2 separate regions of the Triticum aestivum genome follow, and region 1 is linked to region 2. The links are chromatin contacts, called in public Hi-C maps. All regions are on one chromosome and are shown on one strand. The core of a region is the stretch at or near the end of the contact, and the rest is flanking DNA. Distances in the headings are between cores, read along the strand shown.

Region 1 (6,251 bases), core at 1,368-3,867, 410 kb before region 2:
CACCCGCTTGCTGGTTGGTTGTGAGGAGAGAGGGAAGGCCGCCGTGATGTGAGTGAGTGAGAGGAGTGGTTGTTTTTCTTCCTCAAGAGAAGGTCAAAGTTTTTTTTTCTTAAAGAAAAGGAGAAAGAGAAGCTGCTATCCGGTGACATAAATTTCCTAACAGGTCATTTTTAGAGAAAATACCAACCAAAGTGATCGGTATGTAGCCTACAATTTATAGCTCACGAAAATTGGAATGCCGCTCACATTTTACCATGCAAATGAAGCTAAAGACAACATTCCTCACATTACATGGAAATATCTTTATAAGCAATAAGTAGATCTTAATTTGTACTCCCTCCGTCCGAAAATACTTGTCATCAAAATGGATAAAATGGGATGTATCTAGACATATTTTAGTTCTAGATACATCTCTATTCATCCATTTTGATGACAAGTATTTTCGGACGGAGGGAGTAACTGCTAATTAGTTGGATCCTTGCTCTCTATGTACACATCGTTCTATTAGATTTTTTATCAACTTACATCACAATCTTTGAACGTTACGGGCTATCATTTTTATACATGCAGTATGTTTATACTCCTATATGCAACCGGCAAAATATATATCCATGGCCCATGGCAATGCACTGGCGTTCGTGGTTAAAAAGCAATAAGTAGATCTTAGTATTTTTTATTTTAAAGTTTAACAATTTTTTCATCTTTGAACTTCGTGGTTACACATGAATCACTAACGCATTCAAAGATTGTGATTGTGAAATCGGTCAAATTATCCACATTTTGTTACTGCCATGTACTGATGTACATTGTCAACCCTAAAAATGCAGAACACACTTTGATCAGGTTTCTGTGTTGGCCGAACCATAATAGCACATGGATCAGATCTCTTAATTAACCTCAAGAGGGGTCGATGTACTGCACAAAGAGGGTAATATTCCTCTCTTCATCAACTGTTTGTTCTTTTAAGATGAAACAAGCAAAATGATACATCGGTCCCATCAATAGAAATAGAATGAAACCCAAGACAGCAGTGTAAAAACACATATTGCAAGAAAATATGATGCCTTAGTTTCTCTTTATATACTGGATTAAACCGTGGATACGATCGGTTTAATCCCAGAAGCTCCTCCCTTAATTAGTCCGATTTAATTCTTATGCCTTATCTCGATTCCCTGCATGATGAGACCGCCCTTACCGTTCAAACGTTTCGTCTCCGCCAGGCCGAAGGAAACGTCGCCATCTTCATCCCCCTCACAGACAAACTCTCCTAGCTCCAGCTCCATCCAACCATCACCCCTTTCACGAGGGAGCACTACATCCTCTGCATGGCTTCTTTGCGGGTTAGGTTGGAGGCAGACCTTGCGGGCAAGGTCGGTGCCTCCAATGCTCACTGATGCATCGGCCGGCCAATCCAGCCCGTAGGACTCGTCGTCCAACTTGTACACCATGTAAGTGGCGTAAGCTGAGCCTCGGGATAGCAACTTGCTGTGTATCTTGCCGTGGATTTCCAACCAGCAAACGAACCTGAGTTGAGCACTCTCAGGGAACCTGGAGTCAAACGCAGGGTTAAGATTCGTAACCAGATGAAAACCAAACAATATCATAAGTTGCAGAAAACCATCTAGCATCGCGCGTTGCAAAATACTTCCTCTGATCCTAAATATAGCCTTTTTAGAGATTCCAATACAGACTACATATAGAGTAAAATGAGTGAATCTACACTCAGAAATATGTCTATATACATCCGTATGTTAGTCCATATTGAAATCTATAAAAGTCTTATATTTAGAAATGGAGGGAGTACTCAACAGGGCAAATTAAATTGCAAACTTTGCTGAACTCGCTGCTAGTTTTTTCATGGCTACTGAATATTCTGGGTTTTGGCCCTCGTGGCAGTTTCATATACTATCTACTACCCTGCATCCTAGCACTTCCACTTGCAATTATAAGCACTATCAAAATTAATGATTGCAACAGAATCTAGCTGCAAGGAAAGACCAAAGGAGGATGGCAAGAAACCTCGAGTCGGTGAGATGGATCCAGGACCAGTAGCGCGGCGTGTCGCGCCACGCGATGGACAGGTCCCTCGCCGGCACCATGTAGCACTTGGCGCCGCTCGCCCTGTCCAGCCACATGCTCTGCACCATGGCGCCACTTTGAGTTGATTGGCTAGCGGTCAACCAAATTTGTTCCAGGGGTTAGTTGTATGTGTATATACATACCAGTCCGCCTGGGAGGAGGACGGGGCTGCCGGAGAGGCGGAGGAACAGGTCCTTCTTCCCGCGCGGCGGCGGCGGAAGCAGCTCTCCGTCGGCCAGCGGCGGGAGGGCGGCGGGCGGCGGCAGGAAGCAGGCCCAGACGGCGTCGGAGTCGGCGGCGGCGCGGAACGCCGGGGAGACCGCGGTGGCGCGGCAGGCGTCGCGCGGCGACGTGCGGGAGAGCGCCGCCGACAGGATCTCCTCCGGCAGGCGCGCGATCTCGCACTGGCCGGGCTCCATCGGCTCCTCCGCCTCCGCGGCCTGGCTGTGTTCGATCTGGCGACGAAACACTCGGAGGAAATTGATTTGATTGATTGATTCGGGGCGAAGCAAGCTAAGCAAGTTACTTATTTTGAACAAGTGGAGCCCAGTCGCCTTGGTACAGACTACAGACAACATCACACGTGGATGCAGACTCAGTTGACTGAATTTGAAGCTGAACCTGGGCCCTGCGACTGCGAGGCCAGCCCGGGCTGAGTCCATCCATCGTAGGTATTTCGGGTATTCGGAGAAGTATACGGGTATTCGGCTACATATTTGTATAGTCGTCGCGGCCACCCTGTACTGTTGTACTACATGCCATCGGAAGAAAAAAAAACTTAGGGCATGTTTTGTTTGCAGTATAGGTTGTCACACCAAATTTTAGTTGTGTCACAACATTTTAGCCGTGTTTGATTCATTGGCACACTTGTGTGTTTAGTCATACTTTTTTAGCTACATGGCCACATGTTATAGGCTTAATTTTTTGACAAATTTTACCACACTTGTGGTGACAATTTTATTTTTTCTCGAATACGCACGAGTGTGTGTATCATATACTCCCGCCGTTCCTAAATATAAGTCTTTCTAGAGATTTCACTAGGTGGACTACATACAGAGCAAAATGAATGAATCTACACTTAAAATGCATCTATATACATCCGTATGTGGTTCATAGTGAAATCTCTACAAAGACTTATATTTAGAAACGGAGGGAGTATTAAAGAAGAAAGGGGGGAGAGCCCTCCACGGTTACATTATATAATCACCGGCGTTTCGCCGCCATCCGCCTAAGCACTAAATCGACTACTCGCCATGTGCCTGTTGGAAATATGCCCTAGAGGCAATAATAAATGGTTATTATTATATTTCTTTGTTCATGATAATTGTCTATTATTCATGCTATAATTGTATTGTCCGGAAATCGTAATACATGTGTGAATACATAGACCACAACGTGTCCCTAGTAAGCCTCTAGTTGACTAGCTCGTTGATCAACAGATAGTCATGGTTTCCTGACTATGGACATTGGATGTCATTGATAACGGGATCACATCATTAGGAGAATGATGTGATGGACAAGACCCAATCCTAAGCACAGCATAAAAGATCGTGTAGTTTCGTTTGCTAGAGCTTTTCCAATGTCAAGTATCTTTTCCTTAGACCATGAGATCGTGCAACTCCCGGATACCGTAGGAGTGCTTTGGGTGTGCCAAACGTCACAACGTAACTGGGTGACTATAAAGGTGCACTACGGGTATCTCCGAAAGTGTCTGTTGGGTTGGCACGGATCGAGACTGGGATTTGTCACTCCGTGTGACGGAGAGGTATCTCTGGGCCCACTCGGTAATGCATCATCATAATGAGCTCAATGTGACTAAGGCGTTAGTCACGGGATCGTGCATTGCGGTACGAGTAAAGAGACTTGCCGGTAACGAGATTGAACAAGGTATTGGGATACCGACGATCGAATCTCGGGCAAGTAACATACCGATTGACAAAGGGAATTGTATACGGGATTGATTGAATCCTCGACACCGTGGTTCATCCGATGAGATCATCGTGGAACATGTGGGAGCCAACATGGGTATCCAGATCCCGCTGTTGGTTATTGACCGGAGAGGCGTCTCGGTCATGTCTGCATGTCTCCCGAACCCGTAGGGTCTACACACTTAAGGTTCGGTGACGCTAGGGTTGTAGAGATATATGTATGCGGAAACCCGAAAGTCGTTCGGAGTCCCGGATGAGATCCCGGACGTCACGAGAGGTTCCGGAATGGTCCGGAGGTGAAGAATTATATATAGGAAGTCCAGTTTCGGCCACCGAAAAAGTTTCGGGGGTTACAGGTATTGTACTGGGACCACCGGAAGGGTCCCGGGGGTCCACCGGGTGGGGCCACCTATCCCGGAGGGCCCCGTGGGCTGAAAGTGGAAGGGAACCAGCCCTTAGTGGGCTGGGGCGCCCCCCTTGGGCCTCCCCCCATGCGCCTAGGGTTGGGAACCCTAGGGGGGAGTTCCCCCTTGCCTTGGGGGGCAAGGCAACCCCTTTCCCCCTTGTGGCCGCCCCCCCCCCCCCTTGAGATCCCATCTCTTGGGGCCGGCGCCCCCCCAGGGGGCCTATATAAAGGGGGGGAGGGAGGGCAGCACACCACAGCCTTGGGCGCCTCCCTCCTCCCCTGCAACACCTCTCTCTCTCTCTCGCAGAAGCTTAGTGAAGCCCTGTCGAGACCCGCTACATCCACCACCACGCCGTCGTGCTGCTGGATCTCCATCAACCTCTCCTTCCCCCTTGCTGGATCAAGAAGGAGGAGACGTCGCTGCACCGTACGTGTGTTGAACGCGGAGGTGCCGTCCGTTCGGCACTCGGTCATCGGTGATTTGGATCACGGCGAGTACGACTCCGTCATCCACGTTCATTGGAACGCTTCCGCTCGCGATCTACAAGGGTATGTAGATGCACTCCCTTCCCTTCGTTGCTAGTATACTCCATAGATGCATCTTGGTGAACGTAGGAAAATTTTAAAATTATGCTACGATTCCCAACAGTGGCATCATGAGCCATGTCTATGCGTAGTTACTATGCACGAGTAGAACACAAAGCAGTTGTGGGCGTTGAGTTGGCCAATTCTTCTTGCCACTACTAGTCGTTTCTTGTTTCGACGGCATTGTAGGATGAAGCGGCCCGGACCGACCTTACACGTACGCTTACGTGAGACAGGTTCCACCGACTGACATGCACTAGTTGCATAAGGTGGCTAGCGGGTGTCTGTCTCTCCTACTTTAGTCGGAACGGATTCGATGAAAAGGGTCCTTATGAAGGGTAAATAGAAATTGGCAAATCACGTTGTGGTCATACGTAGGTAAGAAAACGTTCTTGCTAGAAACCTACAAACCACGTAAAAACTTGCAACAACAATTAGAGGACGTCTAACTTGTTTTTGCAGCAAGTGCTATGTGATGTGATATGGCCAGAAGATGTGATGAATGATATATGTGATGTATGAGATTGATCATATTCTTGTAACAGGAATCACGACTTGCATGTCGATGAGTATGACAACCGGCAGGAGCCATAGGAGTTGTCTTTATTATTTTGCATGACCTGCGTGTCATTGAATAACGCCATGTAATTTACTTTACTTTGTTGCTAAACGCATTAGCCATACAAGTAGAAGTAATCGTTCGCGTGACAACTTCATGAAGACACAATGATGGAGATCATGATGATGGAGATCATGGTGTCATGCCGGTGACGAAGATAATCATGGTGCCCCGATGATGGAGATCATGATGATGGAGATCATGGTGTCATGCCGGTGACGAAGATAATCATGGTGCCCCGAAGATGGAGATCAAAGGAGCATGATGATATTGGCCATATCATGTCACTATTTGATTGCATGTGATGTTTATCATATTTTGCATCTTATTTGCTTAGAACGACGGTAGTAAGTAAGATGATCCCTTATAATAATTTCAAGAAAGTGTTCACCCTAACTGTGCACCGTTGCGAAGGTTCGTTGTTTCGAAGCACCACGTGATGATCGGGTGTGATAGATTCTAACGTTCGAATACAACGGGTGTTGACGAGCCTAGCATGTACAGACATGGCCTCGGAACACACGCAATACACTTAGGTTGACTTGACGAGCCTAGCATGTACAGACATGGCCTCGGAACACGGAGGACCGAAAGGTCGAGCATGAGTCGTATAGAAGATACGATCAACATGGAG
Region 2 (6,698 bases), core at 1,585-4,084:
ATCTCGTCCTCTACTCCTTCCCACATCTCCAAGTTAGCCTCCCGGATGCGGTTCCGCAGCAGCATGAACCGGGGGATGATCGCCACATTGTGTTGCCGTGCCTGAGGTCGAGGACCCATCTGTCTCCCCGTAGGGCCTCCGCCACCGTGCGGTTCTTTCTGATGGAGTGGTTGTACAACACGGGGAAGGCTTGCCGGAGCGGCTGCTCACCCAACCAGGAGCAGTTCCAGAAGAGAGCTCTGTTGTCGTTTTCGACCACCACCCTTGTTGCCGAGGCGAAGAGCGTCCGGTCCTTGTCGTCGCACGGCGTCCCCGTGCCCACCCACGACCTGCCTAGGTCGTTCCATGCTAGCCAGAGCCATCAGAGGCGGAGGGCGCGCGCGAAGCGTTCCATGTCAGGAATACCAAGGCCGCCGCGGTCCACAGGAGAAGTGACCAGCCACTAGTTCACTTTGCACTTTCCTCCGGTGATCTCCTCATCTTGCGCCCACAGGAACCGTTGCCTTGCCTTGTCGATGTCCTTGTAGACTTTCTTCGGGGCGCGCAGGACAACAAGCGCAAAGGCAGGCAGCGCAGACAGTACGCTCCGAACCAACACTCGACGCCATGTGATTGGCATCAGTCGGCCCTTCCAGGCCGCTAATTCTTGCACGGACATGGTCGATGATGTATTGGATATGCACGAGCCGCAACCTACCGGTGCAGAGAGGGAGGCCGCCTAGGTACCTCATCGGGAAAACTACTCAGTTGCCGCCGAAATTGTGCATGAAGTTCGTGAGGTCTACGCTGTCGCACTTCAGTGTTGCCACTGACGATTTTTGCGGGTTACTACGCAGCCCCGTTGCCTTGCCGAACCCCTCGAGGATCTGCATGAGAGTGTCGACCTCTAATCGCTCCGGGTTGGCGAAGATGATCGTGTCGTCGGCGTAGAGCGTGACTCGTAGGCGTGACTCATTGTGGTGTTAAAGACGACAAATTTGCAATGGCCTAAACCCTAATATTTGGAAGGAAATGTAACTTTGCACGTCAGCACATTTTTATTATATTTGTGCCCAATAATTAACCCTTCAATTTTAGCATGCCAATAATTTGGTCTTTTTTCAATAGTATTTATCTTTTGGCATGACCGATTGATCGTGCTTAAATTGACCAAATCAACTGCAGTTGAACCATCATCCGAAATTTGGCTAGCCAAGTTTTCAATATAGGATTCCTTTAGGCTTAGGCTAAACGGTGGGTACATGTGATGTTCTCCCACGACCGAGAACATGCCGCACAGGCCTAGACTTGCGCCTTGGGGTCCGACAGACCGCATCCTCAGACGAGCTAACAGAAAAATGCTGAAAAAACCTAACAAACCGAGCCCTTGCCATGGCCGCGAACTTGGGCCAAAAACGGCTGCCATGGGAAAAAAAAGGTGACGGCTAGTTTGTTCAACATGTGTTTCATGTGCACATTTAAGAAAATCATGCTGAAGGCAAGTTTGACTTTTAAATCCGTTGGTACCAATGCAACCACAGTTTGATCCCACCATTCAACATTTAGCACATTGCGAATTGCAACATAAAGTGATTTAGGATAGGGATATGCGGCGACCAATTTGGTGCCAACACAAGAGTGGCTGCCAAGCAGGCGGGAATGCAAGCTGCAGAGCTGATGCAAACATTACCCTAATTAAAAACTTAGTTGGCGTGCTGAAGCATTTCATTTGTCTTCTTGGCGCAGAGAATCTGGTGCACGTGATGCCCTCCGCAGTTCCATGCTTTCAGCTGGATTCGTGCAAAGGCAGCTTGCATTGCATTGCATTCCCTAGTGCCACCAGTCGCACCGGCTTATCCATAGCCGGTCGTGTGGTTTTTGGTCTCTGGCGATCGGCTGACTGAGTCATCAACTGACAGGGAGCACAATTTCGTGTGTTTCCAAATCCAAACTGAAGCCTTCGCTCGCTGTCTGCCTGCTGTTGCAATGGCCTAGAGGTGAGACATCGTTTGAGGTTGTGGTCCATTGACCATCTGTTCCATGCAGCTCAGCTCACGGCTCACTCGCATTCAGTGAATTGTGATAGTGGTACCTGCCAACTCTGCCTCGCCGTGGTTAAATAGTGGTACCTACCACCACGATCCGGATTGCCTCGGCGGCAAATCGTCAACAGCTCCGCAGGCGATTTTCGAAATCGAAAGGCCCCCTCTCGTCATTCAACCCCTTGCATTCACCGCACGTAGTACGTACTGGTTTGCTACTTCAATCGTGTCCTACATCTTGCTCTGTAGCTGTACCGAAGGCGCCGATCCGGCAAATGGGCAGACAAAATTACGACCCAAACACACGAATGGTTGCACACACGTCACGGTAAAACAAACAATGTGATCGGTTGATCATCGACGCACGAGTGCATCACAGAGTGGCGCTCTGCCGAATCTGCGCGCAAGTCCGGGAGATTGCTTCCTGCAGCGCAACAGGCGTGGCGTCTGCGTCTGCACGCATGTCCCGGGGCCCGGACAGTAGATCGAGTGGTCAAGGTCCGGTGCGGCGCGAGCGTACGTGCGAGCAGCGCGACTGCGCCGTCCTCCCCGTCGCCGCGCCGAGGCAGGCGCTTCGACGGACGATGGATGGATGGATTTGATGGGGGCAGGTGGCAGCAGCGCCCGTGCGCGCGCGCGCGCGCGCTGACGCCCGCCCATGACCTGTCCCGGGGCGCTTGTCCGCGCTCGCTTGTCGCGGGCGACGCGGGCGGGCGGTGCTCCAAGTGGACGCGGCGGGGGAGGGCTTCCGGCCGGGCCGGTGGGTCATCACCCCGGGCCCTGGGGTTGGTTCGTCACGGTGGTACGTACGTCGGGTGAATGGGTCACAGTCCGGAGCTCCGGATTCCAAGTCCAGGCTGCCGCGGGAGAACCGCGGTGCATTTGCGTGAACCGCGCGCACTGCACGGGTGCTTTCTCTATCGTGGCGTATGCCTGAGAAATTTAGAATTTCGCGCGCAGCTGTCGAGTACCGGTTGAGATCAGTTCTGGGGTCAACTTGCAAGCAGGGAGCTGGTGGGTTACCAAACCAACTACAATGACAGCTATTATTCTGGGAAAGAGGGGAGACGGTTTTTCGGACCTAGGTACATTGAACGCAGTATATACAACTTGCCAAAAATAATATAGCTCGTTGATGGACGAGCACTCCCCGGAGAGGCGGGAGGCCTGCGGGTACACGTGGAAGCCGGGCATCGGGTTGCAAGCCGACACGCGGAGCGAGTCGGGCAGCACCATCCGAGAAAACGCCGATGAGCCGGTGCTGGCCGCGGCGACGACAGCGTTGAGGAGGCTGTGCTGGCTAGGGTTTAGCCCTAGCATGTAGAGCGCCTCCCTCGTTAAGGCGGCGACGCGGGCGGTGGTGTCCTCCTGCTGCGCGGCGGCCTCATCCCTTGCGTCCGCGGCGTGCCTCCGGTCCTTCCTCTTGGCCGACTCCCTTGCCCTCTGTGTGGGCGTCAGCGGCTTTTTTGGCTTGGCCGCGGCGGCGGTCTTGCGCGCGGCACGAGACTTGCCTTTCCCGGAGGGGGCGGCGGCGCCGGACGAGGCGAGGGAGGCGAGGCCGGCGGCGGCGTCGAGGTCGATGGCGTCGTCCATGGCGGGTGTGGGGCGGGAGCGCGCGGGCGGGAGGTGTTTTGGGGGAAATGGAGGAAAATGATGGTGGCTGCCACCGACCGGCGGGCCCGGGGAGAGGAGTAGGCGCGCGCGTGCGTCCGTCTCGTGTCCGCGCCGACGCAAATCCGGCTCAAAATTGGGCCGGGAATGGGTCGCCATGCGGACACCAAGCGGACGCCTTTTCTGTCCGCGCCGACCCAAACGGACGCCAGCGGATGAAATGGGTCGCCCCATTGGAGTTGCTTTCATGCACATAGGTATAGGTATAGATTTAGCAAACCCATTTTGTAAAATAATATGACCATTTATGATTTAAGTAAAAGAGAAGATAACAGTGTAGCTTTAAATTTCAAAACATAAATGGTAGCATTCTCAATTTATCAGTTCCAAACAGCTCGCAATTCATCATATTAGAGCATCTACGCCATGTATCTCCATATCCCATCAAACGTTCGGGCGGCCTGTCCGATCATTGCTTGGACAGGAAAAAAAATCCAACCAACTGGAGCACTTATACTCAGCCCAAATGTCTAGGCTGACCCGACACCTCCATATTCAATCCATATCTAGAACAGATATGGGGAGGCCGGGATGCGTCTGCCACATCAGACTAACTGCAGGAGACTGTCTTGAATCTCTTGAAGACATCGCGACTTGCTCTCTTCCTCTTATTTTTTTTGCCTCGTCCGCACAACCACCATTGGACCTCCGCCGGCCCGAACCCACAATGCTGCCGGCTGTGCCGCCACCGAATGTCGCCCTGGTACATGCAACTCCTCTGATTGGGTGAACAAACCCGCTGATTCAAAGAAAAATTGTAACATTTTGTAATTCGGAATGGAAGGAGTATATTTTAGTTTAATTTTGTGCATATCACCTAATGTCTTCTTAAGCAACCTTTCCAATTGTCTTAGTGTACGACGGGGACACGAGTAAAAAATGTGTACAACGGTCGTCGGGGATGAAATTGCCCATGCGCCATGAAAAACAAAGCAAAACCATGGGCACGCCACCAGCGGCGACACGGACCAAAAAAGTGTACGACAAAGACACAGGCGAAAAACGCGTACGAGGAGTGTCGAGGACAAAACTGATTGTAACTGTGTATTTGTTTGGTATAAAAAGTTTTTGATTGGGAAGAAGTATGTAAGATTCATCACCTGTATATTTTTAGGAATAGATTTGTCATAAGAGCATTTTCAATAGCTGCCCTATTTAGGGAAGCAAAAAGTGTTTGAAGTAAAATATAGGACACAAAAAGGTGTTTGGCACGACAAAATGAGGGTCTCCAACAGTTGCCCTAAATTAGGGCAACATAAACATGGAAACTCCTCATTTTTAAAATGAATATACAAACTACTTCGATCTCACATTGCATACTTTGATTCAAACTTAAACATGCAAGGTTTAAACATAGAACGAGCTAAATATCCAAACATTACATAGATTAAACGGACATCCAAACTAGATCACCCTAAACACTACTACGGCCAACTCCTACAGACACCCTACAAGTTGTCCCGGTCAATCTCGTCGGACTCCCCACTCTCCTTACCATCACTCTCACACGCAAGGTCATTCCAGTCAGACTCCACCTTGTCACTCTTCTTACCATCACTCTCACATGCAAGGTCATTCCAATCAATCTCGGAACCCTCATCGCCGGTCTCCACCTTCACCACCTATGAAGGCCCTGCCTCGTCCTCTTCTTCTCATGGTCATGCTCCCAGAATCATTCCACCTATATGCCTGCACGAGGTGTGAATTCTTCCTCGCAAACCTCGCCATCGCCGCCTCGTCGCTCCCTCGGGCGTCCCTCCGCTTGAGGACGATGCGGGTGTCCTACAACGGGCGGGATTTGGTCATTGTCTTGCCGTTTTTTGTGTGCTGCCTTGCAAATTTCTTTTGCATTTAGAGCAGCCGCTGGAGGCTGTATTCTGGCTCCAAAAAACTCTAAAAAAACGGATAAGCCCTAAAATAGGCCTGTTATTGGAGTTGCTCACAATGCTCCATACCATTACTAATTTTCCTCGTGGCCTAGCTTATCATAAAAGCTAATACAGAGTTTGAGCATGAAAAACTGACTATTACTTTTACGGCTTAGGAAATGCTTTATAACTTTATTACATAGACATCACGTGCGCTCACCACAACTTCAGCGATCATTGCTGGTACATCTGATAGAAGTGCCTCTCAGATTACAAGCGTAGCCTAGCATCACGGCAACAAGAATGAATGTTGCAACTAGAAAACCACACACAGGCTTGCATATTTAGGCCTTCAACTTGCACAGCACACCTGGCTCCCTCCTGAGCAAAGCATCAGTTTCGACCGCTATTCGAATAGCGCTAACGAATGAGAGCAAGTACCAGAGTCGCACCGAGGTCCATACTTGCATTCAAAGGGAGATTTCAAGAGGGGACCGTAAGAGGGGCGAACTCGGTACGAGGATTCCAAAACATCTCTTCCCGACAGGGGTGAACCTATAATTCAAAGTGTTATCATCACCGCCATGTCAAACCAGAAAAAAATAATCTAAAGAGTGCAAAACAAGAACTAATATTTGAATGGCTCGTATTCAGAAATTCAACCATGTTTCCCTTGTACGTCATGAATTAATCAGAAGCACGGGTAAAATTCAAACCATTGCCATCATAAAAAAAATACTAAAACTAAAACTTCTTAAAGATAAAGTTAGCTTGATATGCTTAACTATAGGATATTAAAAAATAAAATTATAGAATTTATTGGTGTTTTCATTCATCAAATGGAAACCACGGAAGAGTTAAACAAACACATGCCATTGTAACTGGATTAAAAGCTAAAACTGATGGTTGCATCAGATAATAAGCAGGGTTTTGGAAACATATCAAACTTCAGGGGGACCAGCTTCATATTTAACAAAATTTTACACCGTTTGCACAGGTAAATTCACAAGGGGGAAAAAGAAGAGACAAACAGAGCACATTAATGCAAAGGCATCAGATATTAAGCAGAGATTATTAGTACACACATGGAAGTTTCCGTTGAGTGTAGAATATCTGATCAGTTGCCAGCACTAAGGGT

Evidence for each region. Hi-C and Micro-C count contacts between places; a contact is called where the count stands out from the background.
Region 1: a contact with region 2 is called in a Hi-C map of leaf, with 2.9 times the contacts expected there. The contact joins the promoter of LOC123100207 here to the enhancer-like site in region 2. A contact is called at or near these places in 3 of 5 Hi-C or Micro-C datasets (all in leaf).

Annotation. Positions count from the first base shown.
Region 1 is chr4D:433,173,654-433,179,904 of IWGSC CS RefSeq v2.1, reverse strand. LOC123100207 (F-box protein PP2-B10) reads right to left here and starts at 2,617. Exons shown (of 3, transcript XM_044522169.1): 1 at 2,223-2,617; 2 at 2,020-2,138; 3 at 851-1,548. The coding sequence starts at 2,498. The coding sequence ends at 1,146.
Region 2 is chr4D:432,764,932-432,771,629 of IWGSC CS RefSeq v2.1, reverse strand. It overlaps LOC123100884 (small nucleolar RNA R16), which reads right to left and starts at 6,689; the gene lies at 6,607-6,689. LOC123100939 (small nucleolar RNA U36a) reads right to left here and starts at 6,284; the gene lies at 6,201-6,284. Within about 2 kb of position 2,834, at least 5 of the 8 cell types and tissues checked have an H3K27ac peak or open chromatin away from gene starts, as enhancers often do. A contact at or near this core is called in leaf, where this site is marked.